2 separate regions of the Mus musculus genome follow, and region 1 is linked to region 2. A link is a contact called in public HiChIP or PLAC-seq data. All regions are on one chromosome and are shown on one strand. Each heading gives the region's core, a stretch centred on a gene start, on an enhancer-like site or on the middle of the called end of the contact. The rest is flanking DNA. Distances are from core to core; before and after follow the strand shown.

Region 1 (5,886 bases), core at 2,001-4,500, 780 kb before region 2:
CTTCTGAAATTCATTCATTCACTGTAATATCCAAATCAAGACAGGAAACAGGCTGGGTGAACTCCAAACTGTGCTTCTCTATCTCTGGTGTTAAAATAGTCTTCATGTCTCCAACTCCTTTTTCATCTTTGTTGAGTGCAGCTAACTTCTTTCTTCTAAGATAGGTCCACAACCTGTTAGCAGCTTTCTTTAGCAGATAGCCCATTTTTATGGCATCCCTAACATCTTGGAGTCCCCAATGCAACTATGAAGTTCCAAGGTTTTCTTTCAATGTTTGATTTCCACACACGATCTTCTGGGCTCCATTAAAGGGTTAGCATCATATCTCCAACTCTACCCTCTGTAGTGCATAAGCTTAGATTGATCTACTCCTGCTCTCCTGCTTTCTTGGAGATCATCCAATGTTATTGGCATCTACAATACTCTGGGGCCTTCTGCTGTAACTAGGCTTAATCAATAGCCGTCTATAGGCTTACTTCATATTGCCAAACCTCAACTCTTTGTATTGGGTCTGCCTGCTAGTCCTGGAACATGGCCCCCTTTTTATTTCATATTACCATATGGTTTCTGTTTTCCAACTCCTTTACTTTGTAAAATTTACTGTTTTGGAACTTGCTCTGTAGACTGAATTTGAACTCATGCCTGTCTTATTGGGGCTGCTTTTAAAGATGTGTAACACTCATTTGGACCTAAAACATGTAGGCAGTTCTGCATTCCTTATTCTCCAAGTATTAAGGGCTTATACTACCATGCCTGGTTCTAAATTTACCTGTATGAGATTTTGCCCCAAGGTCAACACTCAATTACTTCAATTTAATAATCTTGAACACAAGATTCAGGTCCATTTTGCTTCCTGGTACTCTTTTCATACTTGAACCATACATTTTATATATTTTCTTTCTAAGGTGCTCTGCTTATTGAACATACTCTTCATGACACTTAATGAGCAAACAAGGTTATTGCTGGGCATTTTTTATATTTCTTTGTCAATGCAATTAATATATATATATATATATATATATATATATATATATATATATATATATCTTTACGTTAGTCTCAGTACACTATTCAGACAAGGGCAGAAAGCAGCCAAATTCTTCAATGAAATACCTCAAAAACAGTCATTGGCTCACATACTTAAATTCTTCTCTACTGAACCCTCTCAGTCCTGGCCTGAAATATTCAAATCAATCTCAGCAAGGAAGTCTTTCATATTCTTGCTTGGATAACCTACTAATCCCCACTTAAATCATTCCACTACTTGCCACATCTAAAGTCTCAAAATCCACATTCTTCCAAACAAAGTCATGGCCAGAACTATCAAAACAATACCCCAGTCAATGCTAACAAGGTCTGCCTTACTTTGGGTTTTATTGTTGTGAACAGACACCAAGATCAAGACATATCTTTTGGTTTTTAATGTTTTTATTAGATATTTTCTTTATTTACATTTCAAACCATAACTGAAAGTTCCCTATAACCTGCCCCCACCCAACTCCCCTACCCACCCACTTGGACATCTTGGCCCTGGCCTTCCCCTGTACTGGGGCATACGAAGTTTGCAAGAGCAAGGAGACTCTCTTCCCAATGATGGCTGACTAGGCCATCTTCTGCTACATATGTAGCAAGAGACATGAGCTCTGGGGGTACTGGTTAGTTCATATCCCAGTTCCCATTTATTTCTCTTGCACCACCCTCACTCTATGTCCCCCTTTTCCCCTATTCTTTGCCTATATGAAGCTGTACCTCTGCCCACTCACCTACCCCTGCCTCACTTCTCTATCATCCCCCTATTCTGAGGCATCAAACCTCACAGGACAATGGGCTTCCTTTCATGTAAATGTAAGGTAAGTCCATCCTCTGCTGCACATGAATCTGGAGCCATGGATCCCTCCATGTATACTCTTTGATGAGATCTGGGTGGTCCAATAAGTTAATATAGTTCTTTCTATGATGTTGTAATCCCCTTTAACTCTTTCAGTCCTTTCCCTAGCTGTTTCAATGGGGTCTGCAGACTCAGTCTGGTGGTTGGCTGTGAATGTGTTCATCTGTATTTGTCAAGATCTTGTAGAACTTCTCAGTAAACAGTCATAATAGGCTCCTGGGAGCGAGTACTCTATGGGATTAGAAATAGTGTCTTGCTTTGGTGTCTGCAGAAGGGCTGGGTTCCAGATGGGTCAGTCTCTGGGTCACATTTTCTTCAGATTCTGTTCCATGTATTGTCTCTTTCTTTCCTTTGAACAGGAAAATTTCTGTATTGAAAATTTTAAGATGGTGATTTGATAGGATGCATGGAATTATTTCAATCTTCTTGTATCTGTTGAATCTTGTTTTGTGACCAATAATATGGTCAATATTTGGGATGATACCTTGAGGTTGTATGTTGGAAGCCATTCCGTGGCTCAAATGAACCCGGTTTCACCTGGGAGGCAAGCCAGGTTGAAAAGAGTGGGAAACTAGGTGGTTGAGAGAAAAATGGAGCTAAGTCAAGGTTTCTGATCAAAGCTCAAATATTTAATAGAAAACTGTGCTTATAGGGGGGGGGGGGAGCCCATCCCCTGCTAATCCATTCTTGGAGCCTGGAACCAGCTGCAGGTAAGGACATGCAGGATAGGGTGTAGTCTCTGGAATAGCTGAGGGGCCTCTCAGCAGGTAGCAGTTTCATGAAAGAGAACAGCTGCAGTGGCTGGACAATCGAGTCATCTAGGCAGAAAGGCTCCACCCTAGGTAATGTCCTTAATGGCTGCAAGATCAAGGTCTGGATCAGCCTGTTTCAGGCTGGGACAGGGATTGCAATTTCCTCCTGTTTATAATATTAAAAAAAAAAAAAAAAGCTCAACTAAGGCACAGCATTTATTTATGCTCTATAGTCCTGCTTGGGAGTTTTGGTGGCTGGCGGCCACACCTGACTTAGGAAATCTTAGATCTTCCCGAACCATCCAAATTCTGTCATTGAAGCTACGTGCAGCTTGTTTGTGTTTATTTCACACAATTCATGGCTCTTTGGTGTGTTATTAACAGCCACGGCCTCTTGGCATGTACCTCTGTCTTAGACTGTTATGGTTCCAAGATCTGGGTGCCCATCTTTGACTGTCTAGCCCTCATAGCACACCTTATTCCCAATTCAAACCAAAGCCCCAGTATGTACTTAAAGTGCTTCTTCATACAGATTAATGACTGCTACCTGGGCTGTTAGAGGGGAGGCTGCACACCTGCTGAAGTCAGGCAGAAAGGCATTGACCAACCTGCTTGAAAAACAATGGGAGACAGTGAAAAACAACACTACAAAAGCTTCTTTGGAGAAGTCCACTTACTCCATTCAATTGCAAATTAGCAAAGATCAAGCTTAGACCTCCAGGTGTGGGGGTGGTGGCTTTGAGAATTGCAGAAAGGCTGCATCTTCTCTGGGAGTGAAGGCTGTGTTCCAAATTAGCTTTGCTAGGTAATTAAGATTTTAGCTGTCTTCCATAGGAATCTCTAATACTGGAATTATTACTAGACCAGTACAAGATTGAGTTAGAATAACTGGTCACAATGAGGGAAGGAGAAGAATCACTATAACTCTTTCTTGTGACTAATCTTTCTAAGTCATATTACAAGGTCTCAAATGTTCTATGTCCCATAAGGTTTAAAAAGCTTGAAGCATGGCAGCATAGCTTGTTCAAACTGGGAAAATGACACGCAAAGGTGGGTCAAAAACATATACCTAATTCAGCTTTCTTGTCACTACAGTCAGGGCACTCAGCTAATTCAACTGTCAGCTTGTTATATGAATTAGCCGTCATGCTTCTGCAGTGTTCTGTGAAGAGAACCTATGCTTTTCCCTTTCCCAATAAGGTAGCTGTTCAGGATCAAGCCATATGCCAATAAATAGATCATTTTCCTCTAACCTAGACATGATTGTGTCTGGTTTTAAGATATTATGAGGCATTTATTAAGTTCTTTTACATCCAAATTTCAAAATTCTTAAAATAAAAGTGTGATTTAAATAATCCCCCTTTTTTTGTTCTTTTAAGAAGAAGAGTTTTTTAAAGTTCCACAACACCCTGTCTTTGAGAATTATTAAATTGTTGAAAAAACATCTCATATAAATCACTGTTATAGTCAGTTTTAATATAACAAGGGCAGTGACTAATTACACTTTCAATTGTTTCTTTTGAAGAGCAGTTGTAACTAGAAAGCTTGAACAGGTATTAATAGTCACATGTACATAATTTATTTATTAATCAGAAATAATAGCATTCATTTGCCACAATTGATTAAGTATAGGTCCTCAAGAATTAACACCATTATGTGGAAATAGGTAGGAACTGAGGACACCAAAAGCAAATTTTTTACAATTTGACATGCACATTCTACAACAATACCAAAATGTCATCTTAAACCATTACTGTTTTGAATATATAAAGAACGAGATTATTTAGCCAACCCTCCTTATGTGAGGCCTTAGTCTGCCTGAGATATAAATCCAGCATGGCATTGCCTTAAGAGGTCTTGTCCAGGCAATCCAGAAAAATTTATTAAATGTCCAAAAGCTGTCTTCTTAAAAGAACAGCATTTTTTCTTATGAATAGCATAAGCAATTGCAATCTTGAGAATTAATAGCATCTGAGGGATGAACAATTTTAAGCAATTGTAATCTCTGAGATATATATTGATAAATATACAAATTAAAGTTTGATTATTCAACATTTTAAAACACCATCTACAGCACACAATATAATTATCTGTGCTGAAGCAGGAGGAAACTCAAAAGAATAAGCATATGATCCAATTCATATATACTTTTTTCCCATAAAAAGGTTATTTTTAAACACAGTAAATGGGATGCATGCATGCATGAATTTATAGAAGATACAAAAGCATGCATAAAAACAATTTTTAACTTATCTTTGGGATAATAATTGTCAATTTTATTTAAGATGATGGTAGGTAATAGATTAAATATTAATGTTCTGTAATAAAAATTAATTGCTGTTTTGATCAAGAAACAGACACTTAGGTTCTTAAGACACAATTTTTGTTATAGATTTTCTAAAATATACGAATTTATCTTACAAGTCTTTCTTAGCACCACAGCAGCCTTAATAGGATGTTAAAACTGTGTTTTGAGGTGAATGCCACCAAGGCCTTGCCTGCCTCCAGCCCTCCTCCCAGGCCATAGAGGCTGAAGTGGCTGAATCTGTTGTAGGCCAGGAATCCCGATCAAGGGCAGCAGAGCACCCCGAGTCCTAGCAGGAAAAATACGGCCACCCCCGGTGGGGACAGGCAGATGTTCATGGGGGCAATGGCATGAGCAACCGGTGCTTCACACCCTCCCTAGAGTTCGTTACAAGGGTGCCCACCTTCTGGTGGCCTCCCGAGCCACCACTGCTCATGGAAAGCTGTGTATCCCATGGCCCCGCCCAGCCCCGCAGCAGACAGCAGCTGGCTGGCTCCAAGTAGGCCAATAGTCGGTCAGGAAGAGAAGAAAAATTACTTTACAATAACGTTTTCTCTTGCCAAAAAAATTGCTTTGGGCACATTTAGTAACCATAACTAAAATAGGCAGGTAATATTTAATTACCATTGATTATAATTGATAACAATTATAAAAGCTTTTTTTATTTTCTGCAAAGCCTTTTGTTCTTGGCCAGTTAATTTGTGTCTCATTTAATAGCACCTAAGAAAGGCTTAAGTTCTTCTGTGTTGAGTTTAAGGTGAAATCTTAGCCAATTAACATCTCCTGAAAGCTTTTGAAAATAAAATTTTGAAGCAAATCAATATTTTGTTCTTAGATTTTCTGTACCACAATTTTATAGTATAACTAAAACCCTAAGTATTAAAAAGATATTGCCTCTGAATATTTTCTGGAGCAACAGCTACTCCCCAGAACTTAAAAGC
Region 2 (6,590 bases), core at 3,884-6,383:
GTGCTGTAAGATCGAGAATTGACAAATGGGACCTCATAAAATTGCAAAGCTTCTGTAAGGCAAAAGACACCATCAATAAGACCAAAAGGCCACCAACAGATTGGGAAAAGATCTTTACCTATCCTAAATCAGATAGGCGACTGATTTCCAATATATATAAAGAACTCAAGAAGGTGGACTCCAGAAAATCAAATAACCCCACTAAAAAATGAGGCTCAGAGCTAGACAAAGAATTCTCAACTGAGGAAAACCGAATGACTGAAAAGCACCTGAAAAAATGTTCAACATCCTTAATCATCAGGGAAATGCAAATCAAAACAACCCTGAGATTCCACCTCACACCAGTCAAAATGGCTAAGTTCAAAAATTCAGGTGACAGCAGATGCTGCCGAGGATGAGGAGAAAGAGGAACACTGCATTGTTGGTGGGATTGCAAGCTTGTACAAAAACTCTGGAAATCAGTCTGGCAGTTCCTCAGAAATTTGGACACAGTACTACTGGAGGATCTCGCAATACCTCTCCTGGGCATATATCCAGAAGATGTTCCAGCTGGTAAGAAGGACACATGCTCTACTATGTTCATAACAGCCTTATTTATAATAGCCAGAAGCTGGAAAGAACTCAGATGCCTCTCAACGGAGGAATGGATACAGCAAATGTGGTACATTTACACAATGGAGTACTACTCAGCTATTAAAAAGAATGAATTTATGAAATACCTAGGGAAATGGATTGGAGCTGGAGGGCATGATCCTGAGTGAGGTAACCCAATCACAAAAGAACTCACACAATATTTACTCACTGATAAGTGGATATTAGCACAGAAACTTAGAATACCCAAGATATAAGATACAATTTGCAAAAAACATGAAACTCAAGAATGAAAAACAAACTGTGTACACTTTGCCCTTTCTTAGAATTGGGAACAAAACACTCATGGTAGGAGTTACAGAGACAAAGTTTGGAGCTGAGACTAAAGAATGGACCATCTAGAGACTGCCATATCAGGGGATCCATCCCATAATCAGCTTCCAAACGCTGACACCATTGCATACACTACCAAGATTTTGCTGAAAGGACCCAAATAGAGCTGTCTCTTGTGAGGCTATGCTGGGGCCTGGCAAACACAGAAGTGGATGCTCACAGTCAGCTATTGGATGGATCACAGGTCCCCCAATGGAGGAGCTAGAGAAAGTAACCAAGGAGCTAAAGGGATCTGCAATACTATAGGTGGAACAACAATATGAACTAACCAGTACTCCCTGAAGTTCGTGTCTCTAGCTGCATATATATCAGAGGATGGCCTAGTCAGCCACCAGTGGAAAGAAAGGCCCATTGGTCGTGCAAACTTTATATGCCTCAGTACAGGGGAACGCCAGTCCAAGAAGTGGGAGTGGGAAGGTGGGGGAGTGGGTGGGGGGCATGTGGGGGACTTTTGGGATAGCATTGGAAATGTAAATGAAATAAGTACCTAATTAAAAAAAAACCTGACAAAGTGTCTGTTCATTGTTCCAAACAGCAATTAAATTGGTTATTACAGAATATTAATAATTGATCTACTGCATACAATCATTTTAAATAAAATTGACAATCATCCCAACGATAAGTTAAAATTTTGTTTTTATGCATGCTTCTGTATCTTCTATAAATTCATGCATGCGTGCATCCCATTTACTGTGTTTAAAAACAGCCCTCTTAATGGATACAGGAAATGTGGTACATTTACACAATGGAGTACTACTCAGGTATTAAAAAGAATGAATTTATGAAATTCCTAGGCCAATGGATGGACCGGGAGGGCATCATCCTGAGTGAGGTAACCCAATCACAAAGGAACTCACACAATATGTACTCACTGATAAGTGGATATTAGCCCAGAAACTTAGAATACCCAAGATATAAGATACAATTTGCTAAACGCATGAAACTCAAGAAGAACGAAGACCAAAGTGTGGACACTTTTTCCCTTAGAATTGCGAACAAAACACCCATGGAAGGAGTTACAGAGACAAAGTTTGGAGCTGTGATGAAAGGATGGACCATCTAGAGACTGCCATATCCGGGGATCCCATAATTAGTTTCCAAACGCTGACACCATTGTGTACACTAGCAAGATTTTGCTGAAAGGACCCAGATAGAGCTGTCTCTTGTGAGACTATGCTGGGGCCTAGCAAACACAGAAGTGGATGCTCACAGTCAGCTATTGGATGGATCACAGGTCCCCCAATGGAGGAGCTAGAGAAAGTACCCAAGGAGCTAAAGGGATCTGCAATACTATAGGTGGAACAACAATATGAACTAATCAGTACGCCCCTGGAGATCATGTCTCTAGCTGCATATGAATCAGAAAATGGCCTAGTCGGCCATCAGTGGAAAGAGAGTCCCATTAGTCGTGAAAACTTTATATGCCTCAGTACAGGGGAATGACAGGGCCAAGAAGTGGGAGTGGGTGGGTGGGGGAGTGCGTAAAGGAGCGTGTGGGGGACTTTTGGGATAGCATTGGAAATGTAAATGAAATAAATACCCAATAAAAAAGAAAAGAAAAGAAAAGAAAAGAAAAGAAAAAGAAAAAGAAAAAGAAAAAGAAAAAGAAAAAGAAAAAGAAAAAACAGCCCTCTTATGGGAAAAAAGTATATGTGAATTCGATCACACACTTATTCTTTTGAGCTTCCCCTTGTTTCAACACAGATAATTAAATTGTGTGCTGTAGATGGTGTTTTAAAAATGTTGAATAATCAAGCTTAATTTGTATGTTTTTATATATATATATATATATCAGAGCTTACAATTGTTTAAAATTTTTCATCCCTCAAATGCTATTAATTCTCAAGCTTGCAATTGCTTATGCCACTCATAAGAAAAAATACTGTTCCTTTAAGAAGACTGTTTTTGGACAGTTAAGAAATTGTCCTGGGTTGCCTGGAAAAGACCCCCAGGCTTTGCTTTTGTGTTATAAAGGTTTACAAAAAGCTTTAGCTGAAAAAGGATTACAGATAGCTCCTGAAAAGATACAAACTCAGGATCCTTATAATTATTTGGGCTTTACATTTACTAATAAAGCTGTTTTTTCCCCAGAAGATAGTTATTCGCAGAGACAACTTAAGGACTTTGAATGATTTTCAAAAATTGTTAGGTGATATTAATTGGCTTTGCCCCTATTTAAAGCTTACTACAGGGGTGTTGAAACCTTTATTTGATATTCTTAAAGGGAGTTCTGATCCTACCTCCCCTAGATCTCTAATCTCAGCAGGATTGTTGGCCTTACAACAAGTGGAAAAAGCTATTGAAGAGCAATTTGTCACTTATATATATATTACTCTTTGCCTTTACATCTGCTAATTTTTAATATGATTCATGTGCCTACAGGATTGTTATGGCAAAAGTCACCTCTAATGTGGATACATTTAAGGATTTCTCCTAAATGTAATATCTTGCCATATTATGAAGCAGTAGCCCAGATTATTATCATTGGAAGGAAGCAGGCACTAACTTATTTTGGCAAAGAGCCAGATATTATTGTTCAGCCTTACAGTGTGAGTCATGACACTTGGCTGAAGCAGTACAGTAGAGATTGGTTGCTTGCTCAAATAGGGTTTAAAGGAACTATACACAGCCACTACCCTCAAGATAGGTTGATAAAATTTTTTAATGTACATGAGGTGATATTTCCTAATATGACCTCTTTACAACCCTTACACAATTCTGTTCTGGTGTTTACTGATGGCTTCTCTAAAGGGCAAGCTGGATTTCTTATAAATAATCCACAGGTAATCATAAAGACTCCTGGCCTCTCAGCTCAATTAGCAGAATTAACAGCAGTACTGAATGTCTTTCAGTCTGTGCATGAGGCTTTTAATATTTTTACTGATAGTTTATATGTTGCACAATCATTACTCTTATTGGAGTCCTGTGGTACGTTTAACTTTAATACACCAGCAGGATCCCTGTTTTCACAACTACAAAACATCATTCTTGCCCCAAAACACCCATTCTATATTGGCCACATACGGTCTCATTCTGGTCTTCCTGGACCTTTAGCTGAAGGTAATGATTGCATCGACAGAGCTCTAATAGGAGAAGCCTTAATTTCAGATCCTGTTGCTTTGGCCAAGCGTGATCATGAAAAATTTCATCTCTCTAGCCGTACCTTAAGGCTCCGACATAAAATTACTAAGGAGCAGGCAAGAATGATTGTAAAACAATGCCCTAAATGTATTACATTGTGTCCAGTGCCACATTTAGGGGTTAATCCACAAGGTCTTATGCCTAATCATATCTGGTAAATGGATATAACTCATTATACAGAATTTGGAAAATTAAAATATATACATGTTTTTATTGATACTTGTTCAGGATTTATTTTTGCTTCTCTGCATACTGGAGAAGCCTCCAAAAATGTAATTGATCATTGCCTACAAGCCTTTAATGCCATGGAATTGCCTAAACTTATTAAGACAGATAATGGGCCATCCTATTCTAGCAAAAAATTTTGCTTCATTTTGTAAAGAATTTGGCATCAAACATAAAACTGGAATTCCTTATAACCCCATGGGACAAGGAATAGTTGAACGTGCTCATCGCACTTTAAATAATTGGCTTTTAAAAACAAAACAAGGGCAGTTAAATCTCCCAATGTCACCAAAGGCACATCTTGCTTTTGCTTTATTTGTTCTAAACTTTTTGCAAACTGATGTTAAATGTCAGTCTGCAGCGGATTGCCACTGGCATCCAGTTACTTCTAGTTCTTATGCCATGGTAAAGTGGCGGGACCCATTAACTAACGAATGGAAGGGTCCATACCCGGTCCTAATCTGGGAAAGGGGCTTGGTCTGTCTTTTTTTCACAAAAAGAAGATGGAGCGTGATGGCTGCCTGAGAGATTAGTTCGTCAACTGGACACAGACCCTGAATCTTCTAGTAAGTATGACTCCAACCTTCATTATGGCTAGAAATCCTCTTTAGCCGAAAAGTTAAATTGGAGCACAGCCTCCACTCCCAGGGAAGCTGTAGCCTTTCTGCAATTCTCAATGTCACCTCCCCCACACTGGAAGCTCTAAGTCTAAGCCTGATCATTGCTAATTTGCAATTGAATGGAGTACCTTGACTTCCCCAAAAGAAACTTTTGTACTGTGCCTTTCACTGTCTCGACCTTGTTTTTCAAGCCGGTCAGTCAATGCCCTTCAGCCTGACTGCAGCAGGTGTACAGCCTTGCCTCCAACAACGCAGGTGGCAGTTGTTAATCTTCATGAAGAAGCATTCTAAGTACATATCGTGGCTTTGGTCTGAATTGGGAGTAAGGTGTGCTAATGAGGGCCTGACAGTCAATGACGGGCACCCAGATCTCGGAGTCATACCAATCTAAGATAGGGGTACATGCCAAGAGGCCTGGCTGTTAATAATACACCACAGAGCCATGTTTTGTGTAAAATAAACACAAACAAGCTGCATGTACGTTCCTATGACGGATAAGGATGATTCAGGAAGATCTAAGATTTCCTAAGACAGGCAGAGCCGCCAGCCACCATAACTCCTGGGTGGGACTATGGAACATAAATACATTTTATGCCTCAGTCCAGTCTTTTTTTTTAATATTAACAACAGGGAGGAGATGTAACCTCCAACAAGCCTGAAGCAGGCTGAGCCGTACCTTGACTTTGCTGCCACTAAGGAGATTACCTAGGGTGGCGCCTTCTTCCCTAGATTACTCTATTGTTCAGCTACTATAGCTGTTCTTCTTCAAGATACTGCTACCTGCTGAGAGGTCCCGGAGCTATTCTGGAGACTACGCCCTATCCTGCAAGTCATCACCTGCAGCTGGTTCCAGGCTCCAAGGATGAATTGGCGGGAATGGCCTTTTATAAGCGCAGTCGCCATTAAACATTTGAACCTTGAACAGACTAGCATGTCTTGGTTCCATTATTCCTCAACCCTCCTAGGTTCCCTCTTTTCTTTCAGCTCCAGGTTGCCTCCCAGTCTTGAGCCTGAACATGTGAGCTGCTGGCCGGCTCGCAACACCAAAGCAGAAGTGGAAAAAAAGGGAACCTGTATTTACTGTTCATGGTACTGTAAACTGTTCCAACCACTATGGAAATTAAGGTGGAGAACTATTTTTTTAAGTTATATATGAAAGATAGAAACATAATTTTTTATTTTTATTTCTTTTAAAAATATATACATTTTATTTTTTATTGGACACTTTCTTTATTTACATTTCAAATGTTATCCCCTTTCTCTCTTTCCTCACCTCCTGGAAACCCCTTATCCCATCCTCCCTCCCTGTGCTTCTATGAGGGTGTGTCTCTACCCACCCACTCCCACCTCCCTGACCTTGATTCCTCTACTCTGGGGCATCTATCAAGCCTTCATAAGACCAAGGACATCTCCTCCCATTGATGCATGGCAAGGTCATCTTCTGCTACATATGGAGCTGGAGCCATATGTACTCCTTTGTTGATGGCTTAGTCCCTGGAAGCTCTGGGGGGTCTGATTGGTTGATATTGTTGTTCTTACTATGGGGTTGCAACCCCCCTCAACCCCTTTAGTCCTTTCTCTAACTCCTCTATTGGGGACTATGCGCTCAGTCTAATGATT

Evidence for each region. HiChIP or PLAC-seq counts read pairs in DNA pulled down with a chosen protein or histone mark.
Region 1: an H3K27ac HiChIP or PLAC-seq map of embryonic stem cells shows a contact between it and region 2, with 6 times the contacts expected there. The contact joins two enhancer-like sites. A contact is called at or near these places in 2 of 115 datasets of contacts at active chromatin or transcription factors (both in embryonic stem cells) and 1 of 9 other capture datasets (embryonic stem cells).

Annotation. Positions count from the first base shown.
Region 1 is chr17:18,521,000-18,526,885 of GRCm38.p6, reverse strand. No RefSeq gene overlaps it. Among named protein-coding and RNA genes, the nearest start is that of Vmn2r96, 58 kb to the left of the region's middle. Within about 2 kb of position 3,250, at least 6 of the 459 cell types and tissues checked have an H3K27ac peak or open chromatin away from gene starts, as enhancers often do. A contact at or near this core is called in embryonic stem cells, where this site is marked.
Region 2 is chr17:17,738,669-17,745,258 of GRCm38.p6, reverse strand. No RefSeq gene overlaps it. Among named protein-coding and RNA genes, the nearest start is that of Vmn2r90, 38 kb to the right of the region's middle. Within about 2 kb of position 5,133, at least 5 of the 459 cell types and tissues checked have an H3K27ac peak or open chromatin away from gene starts, as enhancers often do. A contact at or near this core is called in embryonic stem cells, where this site is marked.